2 separate regions of the Mus musculus genome follow, and region 2 is linked to region 1. A link is a contact called in public HiChIP or PLAC-seq data. All regions are on one chromosome and are shown on one strand. Each heading gives the region's core, a stretch centred on a gene start, on an enhancer-like site or on the middle of the called end of the contact. The rest is flanking DNA. Distances are from core to core; before and after follow the strand shown.

The links. HiChIP or PLAC-seq counts read pairs in DNA pulled down with a chosen protein or histone mark.
Region 2: an H3K4me3 HiChIP or PLAC-seq map of the SCID.adh cell line shows a contact between it and region 1, with 57 read pairs. The contact joins the enhancer-like site here to the promoter of Stim1 in region 1. A contact is called at or near these places in 6 of 39 promoter capture datasets (3T3-L1-derived adipocytes, the C10 cell line, the HPC-7 cell line and 2 more), 2 of 15 datasets of contacts at CTCF or cohesin (CD8 T cells and pro-B cells), 45 of 484 Hi-C or Micro-C datasets (the Ba/F3 cell line, CD4 T cells, CD8 T cells and 28 more), 16 of 115 datasets of contacts at active chromatin or transcription factors (the 230-238 cell line, CD8 T cells, the HPC-7 cell line and 9 more) and 4 of 9 other capture datasets (adipose tissue, embryonic stem cells, liver and 1 more).

Annotation. Positions count from the first base shown.
Region 1 is chr7:102,263,897-102,271,206 of GRCm38.p6, reverse strand. Stim1 (stromal interaction molecule 1) reads right to left here and starts at 3,388. Exons shown (of 12, transcript NM_009287.5): 1 at 2,654-3,388. The coding sequence starts at 2,792.
Region 2 is chr7:102,308,749-102,315,692 of GRCm38.p6, reverse strand. All of the region lies in intron 1 of Stim1 (stromal interaction molecule 1), which reads right to left. Among named protein-coding and RNA genes, the nearest start is that of Stim1, 44 kb to the right of the region's middle. Within about 2 kb of position 2,327, at least 41 of the 459 cell types and tissues checked have an H3K27ac peak or open chromatin away from gene starts, as enhancers often do. A contact at or near this core is called in the HPC-7 cell line, the SCID.adh cell line, bone marrow and 8 more, where this site is marked.

The DNA of each region.
Region 1 (7,310 bases), core at 2,139-4,638:
ACAGGACAGGACCTGAGAAGATGGAAGAAGTCCAGGACTTAAGATCAGAACACCTGTTTCAAATACAAAGCAAAGAACCTAGTCCTACTCTCTCAGTCCCTCAGTCTCCCTCTCTCTCTTTCTATTTTTCAGTGTGTGTGTGTGTGTGTGTGTGTGTGTGTGTACATGTGCACGATGTGTATTTGTGAGCACATGTGCCATGATGTACATATGGAGATCAAAGGACAACTTTATGGGATCAATTCTCCCATTACTTGGTCCCAGGGATTGAGCCAAGGTCATCAGATATACACAGGCAGACCCTTTCCTTGCTGAGCCATCTTGATAGCCCAAAGCATTTATTCACATGTAAAAATAAGGATGTATTATCTTTCGCTGCATTTTAATAGGGTTATTTTGAGGCTTTGCAGAGTAAGCCATGTAACTGTAAAATATAAACTGTGCAGAGCACACAAATTTACCAATTATGTTGAATCTTGCTGAGAAAATGGTAGCTAAGACAGGTATGGTGTCTTGTGGCCTGTAGTCCATCCCTTGAGTAGTGGAGGCAGAAAGATCAAGACCTCAAGACCAGCTTCAGCTACTTTTTAAGTTTAAGGCCAACCTAGGCTACTAAGTCTAAAGAAAGAGAAAGACAGGGAGAGTCAGAGGGATAGAGGAGAGGGAGGGAAGAAGAAAGAACAGTATAGAAGGGGTAGCTTTAACAGCAAGTAAAACTCATGTGTTCTGTGGACACAGAGGACTTGGAAAGACTCTGCACAAATCCTGGCTATAGCAACAGTTTCACTCCAAACCCTTTGCAGAATCTAGGGTAGAAGCCACTTCTTTGAAGAAGAAAGAAAAGTCCCTGCCTGAGCCAAAGTTCCATAGTGACCCAAGTAGACAAGCTACCAAAACAATACAGGTAGGAAGGACACCCACATTCCCACAAAAACGATAGGCATTCCTAACACATAGAGTCCCTGAGACTTTCCTCCCTGGAATATAATTACTACAACGATGGAAGCCAATTTCTGAACTAAGAGGAAATAAAGATGAAAAGAGAGGCCTTTATGGCGTAATCTAAACAGTCAGTCCTCAAAGATAGGACGTTTGAGGAATGTCTCCACAGACTCATCCTGAGGGATTCCTGAGGAATGCTGGAATGCTTCTCTACCTTAGGCAAAACACACACACACACACGACCTACAGTCAACTTCCTAAAGGCTTGCTAATGCCTAAAACTCGAAGCTGCATTCTTTTAGTTTAGATCTGACATACCAAACAGCTCTCAGAAAGATTGATTTTATGTCATACACACATATTCTGAAGTGAAAACAAGAGGATAAATGATCAATTATAAACCAGGATGTCTGTCACTGGGACTGCAGAAAGACTACTCAGGGTTACTTCACAGTTCAACCAATTTTTCCATTCATAGCCCAATGGGGGGAAACAAATTTAAGCTAAGTTTCAGAGGCCTAGGAGATTTCCTATGGAGATGCAGGAATGACCAATCCTAAAAGCAACAGCCCTAACTCCATGCTTGTATAAGGGACAGTCCTGGCCTCACCTACAAATCAGCCCTTGAAACACCTAAAATTTCAGACAACCAAGTCAAAAAAGCTGAAAGAGGGCAGCCCAAGAAAAAGTCTACCACTAATGCAATCCATAAAAGACTTCACCGCCATATTTTATATTCTTTCCCTGCTTGTATCAGCAGATACCCACTGAGACATCCCCTCTCTGAACTTGCCTATCCTCAAACACCCTAACTAGTCTTCTGTCCCCAACCCTTCAGGCTACAGTCTGGGGCAGATTGTAGTGACAGGGTGTGAAAAACAGAAAAAGAGAACTGGTGAGCTTCTAAACTTTGTGTAAATTAATTGTATTTTTTTTAAAGGTTCCTTTCTACTGCAAAAGTATTGGCCAGAGCTACTACTGCTAAACAAAGCTCTGTAAGTATACAGGGAAAATAAGGACAGATTAAAAATAATAACATGGAATCCTTACTCTCATCAGTCAGAAGAAACGGATTAAGTCAACAAGTGGTCCCAGGATTTTTTATTACCGAGAAGTCAAGAAAGGGCCATTTAAGTCCCTAGTGGTAAACAGGATTCCATCTAAGGACTTGCTTTGATATTTCACATGGGCACAAGCAAAAGACAGATTTCCTAAGGGAAAGGAGGGACTACGGTGGTTCTCACGGTGGTTAGAACAGAAAGGCACACCTGAACACCAAGCTGTAGAAAAACAGACCCAGCCCTGCCCTGATCTTCCCTGCCCATCCCGAGTGGCCTCAACCCACCATTGCCACACACCCCCTTATACCTCAAGTGATAAAACTGGCTAAAAGGAATTTTAACATCTGAGAAGGCTACTCTTCCAGACAAGAAGTCCTGAATGGGGCCTCAACCTTACTGATCTAAAAAGTCAAGGTGTCCCCATGAGGCTTCTCACTACCTTCCGGAGGAGGGATAAGGAAAGTTGCTCTGGGGAAATACTAACATTAGGCATGACTACTACACGAAAGAACTTCTTGGACTACTGAGACTACACAGTGTTATGGTGTATCTCACATGTGCGGAGATTCCAACGTGCCCACTTCGGGCCACTCAGTCTTGAGTCAATCAAGCCCCCAGCCCAGTCCAGCCCGCCGCAAGGCCTTCTTTACCTGCTTCGGTAGACTCTTCAGAAGTCGCCCCGGAGCTAGCTCCTGTATTCTTTTCACTGTGACTATGGCTGAGACTCTGGCCCTGATGCAGAAGGAGCCCCCAAAGAAGCCACAGGGCAAGACGGGCGCACACATCCATGACGGTAGGTCTCAGTCAACATGCGCCTGCTGTAGACACCTTTGGATCCCAGAAGCAAATCCCAGAGTCAGGGAGTGCAGCCGACGGTTCCAAAGCAAGATGCCCTCGCGGCGCCGCAGCTGTCCAGCCACCTGCGGGCTTACCTCCTCCGATAAGCGAAGGTCAAGTGCCCCAAGTTTGGACGCAGAAGGATCGGAGTCTCCGGTCCAACTGTAGGTCCGCCGGGGCTGCGGCGGCGGCCTGAGCTCTATCTGCTTCCGGAGAGTTTGAGCAGGGTGGCTGCGGGGCCGCTGTCAGCTCCGCAGCCTGCTGCACCCCTGCGGGAGGAGGCGGGCAGAATCTCCCGCCCGCACTGAGGTGGGGGAGGGAGAGAAGAGAGGAGAGAAGGGGGGCACCTGACCTCGCCCCGAGAAACAGCGGTGAGCCTCAGCAGCTAGGGCTTCGGCGTGCGACCTACAGGCCCCAGCAGACACGGATGTCTCCGGGATCCTAAGACTCCTAGGCCGAGGTCAGCGCCCCCGCCGGGTCCGGTACCTCTGCGGCTCCTGGTGCCCCGGTGCAGCAGGCGGACGCGCACGGGCCAGGCCCGGGACAGCGGCTCCCGGGAGGGCGGGAGGGCGGGAGGGCGGCACGGGGCGGGCCCGAAGTGGGCGGGGGCGTGCTCTACCGCCGGCCCGCCCCGCGCCGCCCGGCCCCCAGCGAAGCCCGGGCCCGCCCCAGAGCCGGCTTATCCCGGAATAACCTGTTGGAGAGCGCCCGCCAGAGCCCCCCGCAACTGGCGGGGTCTCTTGGGGACCCTGCCTGCGCTGGTGGTCGTCAGGACCGCGGCCCCGCGACAAGGATGGGGCCTCGGCCTCTGCCGTGCGCACCCCAGCCTCCAGCTCTAACGCCCGCCCGCAGGCGGGCCCCTGACACGCAGTTGCTCAGGTAACTCAGGCCTGCGGCGGCGGTGACAGCTACTGCCCTGTCCGGATCTCCGGGCCGCAGCGCTGCTCTCCGGACTCCACTGTAAAGTCAGGTTGGACAGAAACTCCGCACTAGGATGACAAACCTGGAGCCGCCTGGGGTGACTATGGTCCTGCTAGGTTTGGCCAAGGGGCGCGCTCCCAGCCCCCAACTCCCGACTCCCAGGCTCCGCCCTTTCGACGCGCCTCGCAGCCAATCGGCTTCCGCCTCTCAATAACCCGCGCCTCCGGTCTCCCGTACGCAGCGGTCCCTGGTGGCCACATCTAAGTACTGCAAAAGGACTAGTTCCTAGGTGGCCCTGACCCTTTCTAGAGGGTTACTGAAGGGAAGGGAAGCCCCTAGTCAAGCCCTTTAGAGGCTACAAGTGTTTAAAGAAGAAATTGTTCCAAAAAGCAGAATGAAATGCCCATCCCACTGTAGGTAAAACGTCACCTGTACGTAGCCTAACAGGTCTATCTGCTTTCCTAACACCCTGCCCGTCCCTGATCTACATCCTATGCCCTTGTGTAGCTCTTGCAACCCACCTCTCAGGCCCCACCCTCTTGAGGTTTGTGGGGTAAAGCCCGTGATGGTTCCTCCCATCTCATTCTCCTATCTCTCTGATTCCGTTAGAGGAGATGGTAGCGACTTGAGAATAAGTGCCCCAAAAACAGAGAACCCCGCCCAGGCTTCCTTTAGCAAAGCCTATACTTCCTGTTCTCTTCTCAAGCGTACTGTCAGCAGATCTTTACCGAAACCTCCGTGCCCTACCCCTGTCCTTGGCACCGGAGGCAGGAGACTGGATTAGGCCCAGTCCCTCTTCTGACAGTGATAAACCAGCTCCTGTTATGAGTGAGCCCTTTGAAGACCAGAACACGGATTTGCCCAACAGCTGCCTGGCTTAAGGGTTAGGCTGTTGATATAAAAATACATGTCAGACGTCATCTACTATCACTCTCTCCACTCTGTTAATCTCCCATCACACTGGCCTTTTTTTTTTTTCTTGTGGTGTGTGTGTGTACACTTTTACAATATCAAACCCAGAACCTCAGACACGATAAACAAGCACTCTATTCGCCACGCTAAACATGGACCTTCAGGAAGTTCCCAAACACATCAAACAGGCTTCAGAGCATTTGTGTCTGTTGTTTCTTCTACCGAAAACCTTCCTCACCCTACTTCCCCACCCGCTCCCCACCAATAAACTTAACCTCTTGTTATTCTAGATATTGTTGAATAACTCCTTAGAAGGTTCAACCTAAGGCTGACAATATGGTTTAGTGGGTAAAGAAGCTCACCACAAGCCGGGCGCGGTGGCGCATGCCTTTGATCCCAGCACTCGGGAGGCAGAGGCAGGCAGATTTCTGAGTTCGAGGCCAGCCTGGTCTACAGAGTGAGTTCCAGGACAGCCAGGGCTACACAGAGAAACCCTGTCTCAAAGAAAGGCAGACAGAAAGACAGGAAGGAGGGAGGGAGGGAGCAAGGAAAGAAGGAAGGAGGGAGGGAGCAAGGAAAGAAGGAAGGAGGGAGGGAGCAAGGAAAGAAGGAAGGAGGGAGGGAGGGAAGGAAGCTACTATCTGTATCACCTTCAAAGCCAGTCTACAGAGTTAGGCCCTAAATATAGCCACTCCTCCCACTATCGTGTGGTTGTGAGTTTTCAGAGGTCTCTGAGATGTACACCTGCACATCATAAATACTTAGTGAAAAGCTTACTGGTAAATGTTAGTTCATTTGATCACACAAATATCTATTGAATGACAGCCATATGCTGGAAAATTGGCCAAAACAAAAGGCGAACCCCTGACCTAGATTCTATCAGACCTATGTTCTGAGCCAGCTCTCAAACTCAAGTCACAAAATGAACAAGTAGGCAATGATGTGACTAAGTCTTAGGTAGGAGTGATAGGGGTGGGGACTACAGACTGGAAATCAATCGGGCAGAAAGGTGGACACAGCATCAACAGATTGTGGCCAAAAAAGGATAGAGACCTTTTAGGATTCAGACCCAGGACAAACAGCTGAGGTGAATGTTTAACATACCAAAGTGGACCTGGCCTCCAGGTTCTCCCGGTATCCCTCAGTGCCTACCTGACATAAGACTCCCTGTACCCAGGGGCTGGGCTTCCCCTCCCCTGAGTGCTCTTTCCTATTAAGTGCAGACATTTTAGTCTCTCTTGCTCTCCTTCTCACTCCCTATCCCTGCATTTTCTCTCTCCCTGCATATGAATGCTCTTCCTCTTACCCCCCTTCTCTGTCCCCCTCCCCTAGGTGACTTCCCTGGCCTCGTTCCATGGGACCAGTGAACCCACCTGAGAGTGGCTTCCCATTAAACCTGCTTTGATATACTTAAATTTGACTTGAATAGGCTCATTTCACTGGCAGAGAATAACGTATCAAGGAGTTGGAGAAATGGCTCAGTAGCTAAGAGTGCATGAGCTCTTTCAGAGGACCCACATCAGGTCTGCCATAACCACCTGAATGTCCAGCTCCAGGGGGATCCAGTGCCCTACACACACACACACACACACACACACACACACACACCCTGCATACACACACACACACAACTAAAAATAATCTCAGAGAACTGGGAGGGCTAAGTTACAGCTGAGAGGAACAGGGCTTGCCTCCCATGCCAAGGCCCTGGCTTCAATTCTGAGCACGGCGAAAAGTAATTAATTTTTTAAAAATTGGCATTTGTACAACACAGAAAAACTTAGAGTAGAAAAGGGATAGAAATATAGCTTATGAGTATTTGCCTTGCAAGCACAAGGCTCTAGGTTTGGTACCAATGCCCCCATCCCCTTCCCCCACAAACACAGTAAGTAGGTTTTGTTGGGCATTGTAAGTCATGCCATTTAAGAAGTTGAACCAGGGGCTGGAGACATGGATCAGCAGTTAGGAGCACTAACTGTGCTTCCAAAGGACCTGAATTCAATTCCCAACACAATATGGCAGCTCACAACTCTAACTCCAAGACCTAACACCCTCACACAGACATAAATGTAGACAAAACACTAATGCACATAAAAAATAAAAGTCGGGGGCCTGGAGTGATGGCTCAGTGGCTAAGAGCACTGACTGCTTTTCCGGAGATCATGAGTTCATTCCTGGGCAACCACATGGTGGATCACAGCAATCTGTAATGGGATCTGATGTCCTCCTCTGGTGTGTCTAAAGACAGCGACAGTGTGCTCATATACATAAAATAAATAATTCTTAAAATTAAATAAATAAATAAATAAATAAATAAAAGTGGTTGTTTGCCTATCCATGTCACGATTACGAGGTGTGGCCTTGTTGGAAGAAATTTATCACCCTGGGGTGGCCTTTGAGGGGCTTATGCTCAGGCTCTGCCTAATATAGAAGAGAGTCTCCTCCTGGCTGTCTGAGGAAGAGTCTCCTGCTTGCCTTCAGATCAAGATCTACAACACCATGTCTGCCTGGAATGCTGCCATGCTTCCCGACATGATGATAATAGATGATCTGTAACTTACTCTGAAACTGTTAGCCAGCCCCAATTAAATGTTTTCCTTTATAAGAGTTTCCATAGTCGGTGGGGCAGTGGTGGCA
Region 2 (6,944 bases), core at 1,078-3,577, 46 kb before region 1:
CTGTTATCACTAAGGTCACCAGACTCAGTAGCTTCATTTCAGGGCTCACCCTACTTGTTCTCTGCTACAACCGACACTTTTCCCTGTTAGAGATTGTTCATCTGGCGTCCCAGAATGAACTTTCTCTCCGACTGCTCCTCCTCAGGCTGCTTAACTTCTATCAGAATACATCAGAGGTCCTCAGGCTCTATTCTCAACTCCGTCCCTAGTTTTTAAACTACTCAGTAGATCTCTCCCAGCTTTGATGGTTTCCACTACCACTTTCATCATTCTCAGCTATGTATTTCTTTTTATCTCAGGATCTTTAAAACTTATCTCCCCAAGTAGCAGATATTTTCTCTTTGATGTCCCCCATAAGTATCTCAGAAAATATTTCTCTGTCTGTCTCTGCCCCCCTCTTTCTCTCACACACACCCACCCACACACACAAACACACACACACACATACATCATTTTGAAAGCATGACACTATCCAATCACCCAACATCACTTGCCTTACCCTTTAGTCACATAATTTAAGTCAATCATCATTATCTACTGCAGCTGCTGACTTTTGGCTGTTTCCCTGCACTGGGGCTTATTGTTGGGGAGGGTTTTTAATTTGGCTTTTTTTTTTTTTTTTTTGAGAGGTGGTCTAATGTAGCCAGGGCTTGCCTGGAAATCACTATGTAGCCAAAGCTGGCCTTGAAATCCTGATCTTCCTGCTTTCATCTCCCAAGTACAGGAATTATGGGTGTGAGCCACCAAGCCCAGCTCTAACCTCTAATTTTTCCATGCTGAGCTTCTGATGTCACTCTCTACCTTAGATATCCACAGGACAGTTCAGCTCCAATAGTATTTATTTAAGCTTTGTCATAAAACACAAAGGACTCTGGATCTGGGCCTCTACACACATCCAGCTTCATCTACTTTTACTTCCCTCCAACACCCCAACACTTTAGCTCAAAGAGCAATCCACCATTCCTGAATATGCACTTGGAAAGATAGGAAAGATAGGAAATATCAATATAGGAAAGAGACACTGCTCAGAATGCCTTTCAGGTAACTCACTGACTTTAAGGTACTTCTTGTCTTTAAGATCCAGCTTCAACAGCTTTCATGCCTTCTCTGAATCTCTCTTGCTATGAGCATTTAAACACTTCTTCCTTTCTCTCCCAATACATTTTCTATATTCCTCAACTACAGCAGTGAATGACCACACTGCATGGATTTGCTTACCTGCTTACTTTCTGGGCAATCTGTATTGATCACAGAGGGTGAGTAGGTCATTCTCAGCTCTGTGCCCCAGCCTCTTGCTTAGTTAGAATCTGAAGATAAGCAAGCCAACTAACAATACTAAAGATACCATCGACCCTCATAACAGGACTCCAAACTCTAGGCAACAGGAAGTCTTGATAGATTCAACTTCCCCTCTTGCAAATGCTTCCAGATGCTGTTTGGCCTCTGACCCTAAAGGGGCTATTCCTAACTTGACTCTAGTTGTCTCTCTGCCTGGAACAGCCTGTGCTGTAAATTGAAGAACCTCCTTAGGACCAAAATTATTGGTGGGCTGGTAGCAAACTTTTCAGAGGCTCAGGTAGAAAGATCAAGGTCAACCTGAACTACAGTGAAACCCTGCTTTGAATGAATGAATGAATGAATGAATGAGAGAAAACAAAAGAAAGAAAGAAAGAAAGAAAGAAAGAAAGAAAGAAAGAAAGAAAGAAAGAGAGAAAGAGAGAAAGAGAGAAAGAGAGAAAGAGAGAAAGAGAGAAAGAGAGAAAGAGAGAAAGAGAGAAAGAGAGAAAGAGAGAAAGAGAGAAAGAGAGAAAGAGAGAAAGAGAGAAAGAGAGAAAGAGAGAAAGAAAGAAAGAAAGAAAGAAAGAAAGAGGAAGGAGGGAGAGGGAGGGAGGAAGAAAGGAAAGGAGAGAGAGAAAGGAAGGGAAGATGAGAAAAGAAAAAAGAAAAAAAAAAAAAAGAAGGAGCCAGAGAGATGGCTCAGCAGAACAGGGCACTTGTCACCAAGCCTGATCCACGTGGTACAAAGACCAACCCTAGCAAGTTGTCCTTTAACCTCTACATGAGCATGCAGGAGTGCACTTGCACAAATAAATACATAAATGTAATAAAAAATTTTTTTAAAGATTAAAGTTCTTCGGAAAATTACTTCTAAAATGGGCTGAGATGACAGGGAAGAAAGGCAACTGCCAGGTCCACCTCAAGAAGGAATTTGTGAAGTAACTCATGACCTTTGTACACTTTCAAAAGCAACTTGGTTGATTACTACAACAGCCGATCTGTGGCTAATCTTCTCGCCTTGGGAAACTTCCCTGAACCATACTGTTTACAAAATGTTGACATGCTAAGCTGAAATCTATGACTACTTCTCACTGCCTAAAACTATATAGCTCAGTGGTTAAGAGCAAAGATTATGAAAGCATATCACCTTAGCCTAAGTCCAAAACCCACAACTTATTAACCACATGAGTTTAAGTTGATTTAAATTCAAATTCACTAGACCTTGTTTATAACAAGAAAATAATAATAATACCTACCTCAGAGATTGGATAAGGATTAAATAATATTTAATAATTAAATAATAAAGATTAAATAGGCTTGGTGGCAAGTGCCATTACGTCATTATCTACTGAGCCTCCTTGCAGGCCCTCTTAGTATCTTTTTTTTTTTCCTCTTAGCATTTTTAAGTCTATTTTAAGTCTATTCTAAAAGGTTGATTAAGCCACAGATGCAGCTCTAGATACAAGGGACACAAATATAAGACTTAGTAATTTATGCCCGCAAAGTTGTTTTTGTTTGTTTGAGATTATGTCTCATTATGTAGTCTTTGCTGGCCCAAGTTGATCTTGAACTCAAGACCTTTTATAATAAACAACTATTAAGAAATATAATCTAGCCAGATGAAGTAGTGCATACCTTTAAGCCTAGCACTCAGGTGGCAGCAGGCAGAGGAGCTGAGAGCCACCCTGGCCTACACAGAGTTCCAGGCCAGCCGGGGCTCCACAATGAGAGACTGTCCAAAAACAAAACAAAACAAAACAAAACAAAACAAAACAAAACAAAAAAAAACAGCAACAACGAAAATAGAGTCTTTAAAGTTAAACGGACTTAGACCTGAACAAAACACTCCATAGCCCTGTAGCTAAAAATAAAACAATAAAGTCATTTAACTCCTAAAGGCTCAATTTCTCTATTACAAAAATAGTTTTAATTTTTGCATTTTTATGTACTTATTGTTTACGCCTATGAGGCTGTGCGTGTCTCTGTGTGTCTGCGGTACAAGTGCAGAAATCAGAAGACAACTTGCAGGCATCTCCCTCCACCAGGCTGGTTCTGAGGATGAAGCTCAGCTTATCAGGCTTGGTAGCAAGAGCTTTATCAATGGGCCATCTCACTAGCCAAAAATTAAATTTTTGATTATATAGTAATTTAAGATTTATTTGATTAAGGGTTGGAGAGATGACTCAGCAATTAAACACACTTGTTGCTATTGCATAGGACCAGGGTTCAATTCATAGTACTCACATGGCAACTTAAACCATCTGTAACTCCAGCCCCAGGGGATACAACGCCCTCTTCTGGCCCCTCTGGGTGATCCTTGCATGGGCGTATATAATAAGGCAAAACACTCACATGTAAAATATCTCTGTGAAAATTCAATTGCCCTTAAGTCTAGAGGGTTTTAGATCCTCTGGAACTAGAGTTACAGGTAGTTGTGAGCTGCCGTACATGGATGATAGACACTGAACCCAAGTCCTCTGCAAAAACAGCAAGTGCTTTTTTTGGGGGGTGGGGGGGTTTGGTTTGGGTTTTTTGTTTTGTTTTGGTTTTGGTTTTGGTTTTTTGTTTTTTCGAGACAGGGTTTCTCTGTATAGCCCTGGCTGTCCTGGAACTTACTTTGTAGACCAGGCTGGCCTTGAACTCAGAAATCCGCCTGCCTCTGCATCCCGAGTGCTGGGATTAAAGGAGTGCACTATATAATTTCTGAGCCATATCGTTTTTTAAATCAAACTAAGGTAAGCCTTTATACAGTATTTGATGCACAAAAAATTATTCAACTTTATAAAACTATTCAGTTTCACTCTCCTATGCACACAGACAGAAAGCATTAGTCTAGAAAGCCATTATAATTAGATATAGTTAATTAGAAAGTACTTCATTTGAGTTTCAATCTCCTCACCTACAACTCAGAATGCTGGGTTCAGAGAAATTAAATAAAATATCCTTGAGTGGCTAAATAAACTGTTATCATATTACCTCTCTTGTAATAAAATCACTCCTGAGCTACATTGCATAATAGTGCCTTGCAGCTTAAGAATACTATCCTCAGTGGGTAAGAGCACCCGACTGCTCTTCCGAAGGTCCGAAGTTCAAATCCCAGCAACCTGGTGGCTCACAACCACCTGTAACAGAGACCTGACGCCCTCTTCTGGTGTGTCTGAAGACAGCTACAGTGTACTTATATATAATAAATAGAAAAAAAAATAGCTTAAAAAAAAAAAAAGAATACTACCCTCTCAGGGGTCTGAAAGCTATAAAGGGGCAGGGGAATTTGCACTGTCATTAGGAGAAAGAGCCTGTCCCACTAAGGAACTGGGGTGAGACACTGCCAAGTGGCTTTCCTCCGGGAGTCTCTAGCTAATTATGGTCCTGACCCTTTGCCCCATCTGCCTGTGACCTCTGAGAAGGTTAAAGAACACTAAGTTCTCCACAGCAGCTCTTCCTTGGCCAAAAGGTATTGCTGGGCACAGATCAGCCAGAGCTATAGCTACGAGATCCCGCCCTTGGTTCCCTTTTAGAGCAGTGAAAACCAGGAGCGATTCTCTCCTTTCCTGAGACTATCGGCTCCAGACTCCTGGGAATCACCCACACAGCATCAAGAATCTGGGTCTGGGGCATCAAATGTGACACAGCTAATAGACCATCCAGGCCGTTTAGACAGAAGGGCCACCTGTTAGGATGTGAAATGTGGAATAAAGGGGACTGGTCTATCCTCTACCGCCACCCACTCACCACCCATCTTCATCCCCACCCCCAAGTAACAATATTTAATCTTAGATGCTCCTGGGGCCATTTTTCCAGCTCTTCTTCAGGCTACAGAAGCCCCAGGGACTTAACCACTTCCTTCACTCATTAAAACAGAACTGCCAGCCCTTAGGACTCCCTTCCTCATCATGACTAGCTCTAGGTAAAAAAAAAAAAAAAAAAAAAAAAAAGTCCATCCACATACCCTTTCTACAGCTAAATATGTGGGCCCTTTCTGTTGCAAGGATTTAACTGTTGGGCCAATGTAGGCCCAACAATGTAGGCCAAAAACAACAAGCATGAAAAAGTTTTTTTAAATGTTTAAAGAGTTTGACAAGTTAACTACATTTACTGTCCCCATTCCATAGCCCCTGGTTCCTCTTGTACAGCTTTAATCCAATAATTTTCAAAACTGACTTTTTAATCAACAGAACCCTCTTTTTAAAATACAGTTGAGCTAAGCCAACAACTAGGTGCTTCGGTGTTTAATTTAGTCTGTAATGAAGTAACAGGTATAGGGAATAAATATAAAAGGCACCTAAAATTATTAGGCAAAAACTTGTAAGTAGCCAGGTGCAAGCCAGGCCTATCGACAAACACCTTGGAAGTGACCAGCAGTTGGCAAGAGACAGAAAAGTTCAAGACCTACACTACATTTCTAAAAAAAAAAAAAAGCCTCCCTCAGCAAGTGCAAGCACTACCAGGCAAGGATGACGGGAGTTTGATCCTCAGAACCCATAACGGAAAGAGAAAACTAACTCCCAAAAGTTGTCCTCTGACTCACACATACACACTCACACACATATCACATACACATAATAATAAATATTTTTAAATACTCTAAGAGGTAGGAGAGTAAAAATGAAGAAAGCTTTAAAAAAAAGAGTCCTAAGTATACACCTGCAGATGGTGTATAACTGGTACATGAAGCTAATCATGCACACTGTATGATATATTACTTGCCTAGTTTTAAATGTTTACATTTTTCCATAAGTTTCTTGGAAGTTGTTTTTTGAGACAGTCTCGTTGTGCAGCCAGGCTGGCTTCAAACTTAGCATCTTCCTGCCTCAGCCTTCTGAGTGCTGGAATTACATTTGTGCTCCACCGCATCTGGGTGGGTTTTGTTGTTTGTTGTCTGTTTCTTTTAAGACAATCATAAACAGCCCAATCTGGCTCATTTGTTTGTTTGTTTGTTTGTTTTGTTTTTTGTTTTGTTTTGTTTTTCTCAAGACGGGGTTTCTCTGTGTAGCCCTGGCTGTCCTGGAACTCACTCTGTAGACCAAGCTGGCCTTGAACTCAGAAATGTGCCTGCCTCTGCCTCCCAAGTGCTGGGATTAAAGGCGTGCAGCCTCACTGTCCAGCTCCAATCTGGCTCTTAACTCCTAATTTTTCTGTCTCTGTCACCCAAGTGCTAGAATTACAGGCATTTGCTACCATGGCAGGCTCACTAAGTATGGAGGGCTACCGTGAAGACATGGAAGAACATAGGGGAAGAGATGGCTCAACAGTTAAAGAGTGATTACTGCTCTTCCAAAGGACCTAAATGCCATTATAGCATCCATGGTGGGTGCCTCAAAACTCCAGATCCAGGGGACAATGCAGTCTCTGACCTCCATGGGCACTGGCACACATGTGACATACACACACAAAGAAAAATAAATAACTTTTTTCTTAAGTTAAAGTACGCATAGCAATCATGGTGGCACATGCCTTTAGTCCCAGCACTTAGGAGACAAGGGAGGTGGATTTACACTAATTCAAGGGTAGCCTGGTCTACAGAGTGAATTTCAGGACAACCAAGGATACACAGTGAAACCCTTTCTTGAACATCCTCCTTTCCAGAAAAGTACTTGTGATAAAAGGGAAGAAAATGCTGACTAGGAAGTACTGAAATTTACTTTTATCAGCACTTGAGATTATCT